Linked DNA regions of Mus musculus: region 2 is linked to region 1. Evidence: chromatin contacts called from public HiChIP or PLAC-seq data. All regions are on one chromosome and are shown on one strand. The core of a region is the stretch at or near the end of the contact, and the rest is flanking DNA. Distances in the headings are between cores, read along the strand shown. Region 1 overlaps Neurl1a (neuralized E3 ubiquitin protein ligase 1A). Region 2 overlaps Gsto2 (glutathione S-transferase omega 2).

What was found. HiChIP or PLAC-seq counts read pairs in DNA pulled down with a chosen protein or histone mark.
Region 2: a contact with region 1 is called in an HNF4G HiChIP or PLAC-seq map of pancreatic cancer cells. The contact joins two enhancer-like sites.

What each region holds. Positions count from the first base shown.
Region 1 is chr19:47,218,165-47,221,510 of GRCm38.p6, forward strand. All of the region lies in intron 1 of Neurl1a (neuralized E3 ubiquitin protein ligase 1A), which reads left to right. Among named protein-coding and RNA genes, the nearest start is that of Gm36693, 18 kb to the left of the region's middle. Within about 2 kb of position 1,682, at least 85 of the 459 cell types and tissues checked have an H3K27ac peak or open chromatin away from gene starts, as enhancers often do. A contact at or near this core is called in pancreatic cancer cells, where this site is marked.
Region 2 is chr19:47,867,667-47,871,094 of GRCm38.p6, forward strand. Gsto2 (glutathione S-transferase omega 2) reads left to right here. Exons shown (of 9, transcript NM_026619.2): 2 at 2,020-2,094; 3 at 2,543-2,657. Among named protein-coding and RNA genes, the nearest start is that of Gsto2, 3.6 kb to the left of the region's middle. Within about 2 kb of position 1,490, at least 27 of the 459 cell types and tissues checked have an H3K27ac peak or open chromatin away from gene starts, as enhancers often do. A contact at or near this core is called in pancreatic cancer cells, where this site is marked.

The DNA of each region.
Region 1 (3,346 bases), core at 432-2,931:
TAGAAACTACCCCCGTCATCATGTAGGTATGGTGGCATGCACTTTTAATCCCAGCACTTGTGATGGGGGTTGAGAGCTGGGTGGAGGTGGGGGTGGAAATAGGGGCAGGGACAGGGGTCTGGGCTGAGAAAAGAGGACCTTGAGTTTAAGGCCATCCTGGACTACATAATGGGTTCAGCGCCAGCTTGGGCAACATACTGAGAGCCTGTCTCCCAAAACCAAAGACTAGGAATGTGGGTCAGTAGAGTCTAACACATGCCAGGCCCTGAGTTCAACCCCCAACCCCACAGAAACAGATTTCCAAACTACCCCTGCTTGGGCTCTTTCTCAGAAACTGTTCATCAGTCTGGATAGGGTATGAATATCAGTCACTCTGTAATTTCCAAAGGTGATACTGATGGGGAGGCAGGCTTGAGCATCAGTGCCATCTTTCTTGGTCCAGGACAGATGTTGAGAGTCAGCCACAATGTCCTTGATAGTATTGCTGGAAAAAATGTGGCTTAAACAACTCACCAAGCCTCTTAAAACCTCACTTTCTTCGTCTGTCCAATGGGACTAGCCTCCTATAGTTTCTGTGAAGGCTGAGCCCTTGGGAGCTGACAGACTTTGTGCCCATTGACACCTGAGGGTCATCTGCTTAGCCCCCAGTCAACTTGCCTCCTGCCAGGAATAGCCAGGAGAGAGATTTTTATTGAGCTCAGCTTCCTATCATTAAATGAGAAAAAGAAGGGGAGAAAAAGAGGGACTGGGAAGCCACAGGCAACCACAGTGGGCTTTTTTTTTTCTTCTCAGATGTGGGCTTGAACAAGCTGCTATAAATGGTTCCTGCAGAGGGGCTGGAGGTGCTCTTCCCACTGCCGCTTTAATCAGGAGAACCTGGGAAAGGTGGTAGGTGCAAGGCTCTTCCCTGGAGTCCTGCAGTGGGTGGAGGGGGCTGGCACACATGCCTCTGCCGCCTGCAGGAAAGATGGTCGGACTGGGCTGTGTGTTCAGCTTCCTCAGTGTGCAGGACACACTGGGTGCTTAGCTTCTTGGCTATTTCTTAGTGAGGCCCAGGCTGGGCTGCCAACATGTCAAGAGAACCCCTTGGGCTATGAGATAATAGGCCAGTTGATCTATCACTTTTGGGTCCTACTGGGCCCAAAGGGGCCACAGTGGGTATGGAGACAGGGAGGGTAGCCTCCAGGAAGCTGGAGAGGAGAGAGATGAGTCAGTGCCAGGACTGTACACCACCAATCACAGCTTCACCTCTCTTCTGCTCTTGGTTTTCTTCTCGCTTGTATAAAATACTCTTGGCAGAACCATGAGTACCAACCACCATGTTAGAGACTGAGCAGCCATGTTGCTCCAAGAATGGGAAAGTCCCTGCTGGGCTAGCCTGTCTTGGATGGGCAGGGCTCATGGCTCACGTTCGTGAAATACTTTGGTGGGAGGGTGGATATCCTGGGAATGAAGCCAGATCCATGGGTTGGGGTCAGTTTAGAGAGTTCTGAATGCTTCCCAGAGGGAACCAAGCTTCTCCCGAGGTGCTCAGAAACCACCAGAAGCTCTGATAGACAGAAAGGCCAACCTGTCAACCCTACGAAGGCAGCAAAAGTGCCAGTAAGTGTTCCGGTCAGGATGATGTGGAGGGAGCTCTGGGTGGAGTTCAAGGATGGGAGGAGTTGACTTGTAGCTCTTTAGAGCTGAGTCATTATTCTGAGGCCACACAGCAGAGGCAAGTGCTTGGGTGATGATGTCAGCTGATGTGTATCTTTGGGGGTGGTGGTGGTGGGGAGACAAGGTTTCTTTGTATAGCCCTGGCTGTTCTGGGACTCTCTTGTGGTTCCGACTGGCTTCAAACCCAAAGATCTGCCTGTCTCTGCCTCCTGAGTGCTGGGATTAAAGGCTGTGCCATCATGCCTGGCTCAGAGTTCTGTCTTAATCTTAGTGTAGCTGCTTCGTACCTGTGTAACCTGCACCTTCCGTGTCCCCAAGCCCTCAGTGTCCTCACTGAGGATGCTACGTTCCCAGTAATGGCCTCTCCTTCTGGGGTCCAGGGCAGGTATTTAAAGATGACAGTGGCAGATGTAATTTTCTTAGTTTATGTATTGGTTGTCTTATTGCTGTGACAGAAGGTAACCTAAGGAGGGAACAGTTTATTCCGGTTTATAATTCTAAATTGTAACTGTTGCAAGGGTTGCTGTCTCTCAGGCCAGTGAAGTGAGGTGAGAGGAGCAAAGGGGTAGTTGGATTTGTATCAACACATTGCATCACATTATATCCACATTGCATCACATTGTATCCACATTGTATCACATTGTATCACATTGTATCCACAGTCAGGACACAGAGACAAATGTGCTCAGCTTGCTTTCTGAGTTTTAACAAATCTGAGACCCCAGCCTGTGGAGTGGTACCGCCCTATTTGGAATGGGTCTTCTCACCACCACAACTAATCTAATCTGGAAAATCTCTCATAAACAGGCCCAAAGATTTGTTTCTACGGGGACTCTAAATCCTGTTAAGTTGACAACAAAAGTTAGCCACCAGGGGTATTCACTTATCTTGATTCCTGTTTTATTTTTATTTGAGGGCAGGTACTAGGGGGCATAGGAGCCCTTCAGGAGAGCCTCCACGGGATGGGGAGGGGGAAGGCCAAAGTGTCTGGGCAGATGGACATGAGTTCAAAGCCGAGTCTCTGCTGTTTCTCATTCTGTGCCTGTGATTCCTCATTGGTAAGATGGGGACATGGTAGGGCCTTTATGTAGTGTTATGACGGAGGCTCATCTAGACCACACTTCCTGGGCCTTCCAGGCTGTTCTGGGCTCGCTGTATTGGGGCCTCATCTCTTCTTCCTGTTGCTCTGGCAGGTAGGCATTTTCCTTCCCAGCCCATTTTTTAGAAGAAAGAATAGATACCTGAGGTTTGATACTAGGTAGTCAGAAATGCTCAGGAGCCCAGTCTCAGCACCTCCTCTCCTCTGAGTCATTCCCCAACCCCCCCACCACAGACTCCTCAGTGTGTTGCAGCAACTATTGGAGTCACTAGACTGCTGGTATTTAACTGTCAGTGGCTTTCCTGGGAGTGTATAATCCTAGAGTCATCCAGCTCTTGTTGGTCCTGGGCCATCACGATGTTGTACTTGCTGATGCCCATTGTCTGAGGGAGAGAGTTGGAGAAAGAGATGATGCAGGATACAGGAGCAAGTCGGGGGCGGTGGGGGGGGGGAGGCGCTGGCTCAGCTGGCTCTGAGCTCTGCTGCAAATGAGACCATGGAGGGACAAGAAGGACAGAGCCAGAGGTGCAGGCAGCTTGAAGAAAGGCACACAGCTACAGGAGCCCCAGGGGGTATCCTCAGATTTGT
Region 2 (3,428 bases), core at 240-2,739, 650 kb after region 1:
AAAAAAAAAAAAAAGACAAAGGAAGAAAGAAAGGCCCCCCTTTCCTTAAAACAAACTGAAATCGAGTGAAGAAATTATTTCCATTCTGTAAATACATACATCATTAATCACCATGACCAGAGATTCCTCTATTTTTAGAAAAGCAGCTCAGGGACTGGGGAGATGACTTAGTGGGTAAAGTGCTTGTTGAACAAACACAAGAACCTGACTTCCAACCCCAGACGCACAAACAAGACCTGGTGTGGTGGCCCGGGTTTGTAATCCCAGTGCCATGGAGGAAGCTGAGGTGGGTTTCTGGGGCTTTGGGGCCAGCTCAACCGAATCAGCAAGTTCCAGGTAAGAAGGTGAGACCCCCATCTCAAAAGACCTCTGGCCTCTGCCATCCAAGCTCACACCTTGAGTGTCTGTGTGTGTGTGTCTGTGTGTGTGTGTGTACCTTCACACACAGAGAAACAGTGGATATGATTATATTTCAGATGTCTGAAAAATTATTTCTAATAGATTTCCATGACCTTATTAAAATTGTTTTGTGCTTGAGTTGGTCAATATAACAGAGATGCAAACACGGGATAGCATAGATGGAACATTTGCAAAAAAAAAAAAACCACTTAGGAGTTACCTACTGAAATTTTAAGAGGAAGCAGAGAACAAGCTTAAAGGTCATGATTAAAATCCTTCTGGGAAAACTGTTGTGATCTTTCGAGAGATTAAAAAAAATCACATTACTGAAATGTAGCCTGAAGCATTCAGCACACTCAGCCAGCATTAAACTGTTAACGGGGGAAATAGTGTGGTGAGTTAGATTCTAATTCTCATATGCCCGGCAAGCTGAATTGCAATGTGTGTCTCTTCATGGGTGCAGAATGGGAAGGCATCATGCTATAAAAATGCCTTCTTACTCATTAGTATTTCTCTTTAATTTTGAGGGTCACTGAGATAGAACTCCGCACAATTTCACTCCATAGTCAAAACCATCATATACACACTGGTGGTTGTCATCTTAAACAAGGAAGATGGAGGGCAGAGAGGCTAAGCATTGTGCCCAAGGACCAAGGCAGGTCTCACAACCCATCTGGTTCCATGGCCCATTTTGAGACTCCTGACATTGTACTGCCTCCCATAGGTGGAGAATATGTTCTACCTTTGTCCTAACTTCTCCAAATAGACTTGTATCTCAAAACGTGACCTCCCATATTACAGACATACTTTTTATCTTGAGACAGTGGTCACTCTGTAGCCCTAATTGGCATCAAATTTGTGATCCCCTTGCCACAGACTTCAAGTTTTAGGACCATACCACATACCACAACAGCTTGCTCAGGCAAACCTGTTACAAATGACATTTGCTGTTCTCAGATTTCGATTCCTTTAGAAGGAGTGAATCGTGAGGGGAAAGCTGGAAATGTTTGCCCTTCTGGCACAATAGAACCTCCCAGTTTGCAAGTAGAATTCCCTTCCTGACTGTTGCTATCTCAGCCATTGCAACATAAACAGCTATGAATGACCAAATCAAAACCACCTGGCTAACTCAGGCTGCTGGCTGAATTTTATGCAGCTCAAAGTGCTAAGAATGCTTTTCAGGACTGTCGTTTTAAGCAGCTGAAAAAAATACCAAAATATAAATCATAACATGTGATGTAGAGATCAAGTTGACCAGTACCGAGTGGTTTTTGTGAATTGTGGACCGGGAGTGCTGTGTCAATATATGTTCATCTACTGTAGCGTAGGTGCCTCTCTGGAGAGATAGGAGGCTGTATGTGGAGGTAGGGAGACTGTGAGGTACCTCTGTATGTTCTGTTTTATATTGTTGTGAACCTAAAGCATCTCTAAAAGTTAGAGGCTATTGAATATGTATATATATTGAATATGTGTGTGTGTATATTCATATTCATCTTTATTCATCTTTCCATTGGGATAATCCATCCTGTAGGATGCATACGTACAGGCCAGTTTAAGGGTTAAACAGGACCAGTCAAGCACCAGCTGGTCAGTAATGACTCATTTTTATTTTCTCTTTAGAACCTGGGTGTGGTCTCCTCGGCGGTTATCTGCTGTATTTATGTGAAAGGTGAATGAAAGACAAGAAATAAAAAGGTGGGCATGACTGCTCCTGAGGTGGAGGGTTTCACTATAGATATAGGGGAGTTTGCAGGCACAGTCAGAGGCAGAAACATCTGGGAGAGTGCAGAGCAGACAGAATCAGCTGACTGAGTTGGGCCCTGTGAGGAGAGGGTGGAAGGAGAGAGGAGAGCCAGGAGCAGAGGCTAAGAGGTTCAAACGGGTAAGAAGGCTGGGGTACCCCAAATGGCTGGGTCATATAGGGAAAGCAGCTGGGGGAAGTGCAGCCCAGCATAGTCCCTGGGCTAGAGAAGATTAGGGTAGGGGGTGGGTGTGCCAGCCAGGAGGACTGCTGGGGAAACCTGGTGTCCACGGGCACCTCTGCTGTTTGTCCCGGGTTTGAGACCTAACAAAAGGTACTTCTGTCTTCTCAGAAGCTGTCTCCTTACCTAACAGGGCATGGTTCTTGTGTTCCTTGTTTCAGTCTTACCATCCAGCCTGTCCGTCTCTATCAGAGTTAGTTCCAGGGGAGTAGTTGCCTGTGAGACCTGCATCTGCTGCAGTGGAAAGTGAGCTGCCTGCTCCCTCAGCACAGCAAGGCAAGAACCCATCCGCACCAGGTTTCTGGCGATCCCTGTGCACTGAATTCAAGCATGGATTCAATCCAAGCATGGATTCAAACATCCCTACAGTTTCCTAATTCACACAGAGTAACTATTGACACACCTTGCTATTAGCGCAACTCCCACGGGATCACGGATGGAGTTCCAGACTAAAACTGTAGTTGAGTCATTATTCTGAGGATTTCAAAAGATTTCCTATTCTGTAGGGGAAATGATCTTATCATTACTAGCCAAGACATTCTGGAGGGGTGAGAATTCCAAAGGCCCAGGGTTGTCCATCTTGCAAGACATGTGATAAGACTTTGCTATTTTAGTAAAAAAAAAAAAAAGTTTAGATTCAAAAATGAAGCTGCCATTGTGTGCTCCGTTTTTCTGGACATAAACTCTCCATCATTGCAGCCCAGACAGTGGACCTTTTAAAAGTCTTTGAACTTTCAAAGTTCTTTCCCTCAATTAGGTGTTTGGTTTGGGCAAATAATTTCGTTTTTTTCTGGGGACACTTTTGTGAAGGAGTAGTATCGATTACATGACACAGAAGTTTGGGAACTGAAATAATTCAGACATATGTGAATGGGACTCTTAATGCTTTTCTTTCCTTTCTTGTTACTCTATAAACAAAAACGTGTTGGTGGCCGTTTCCACTCCATCTCAGGCCTGGAAAATTTAACGAATTCCCCTTTTCACCTGTGGAGGCGAGAATCTCAGCTTCCCAGCCACTCCTGCCTCTCCCTCGTGTGGGGTGGCCGC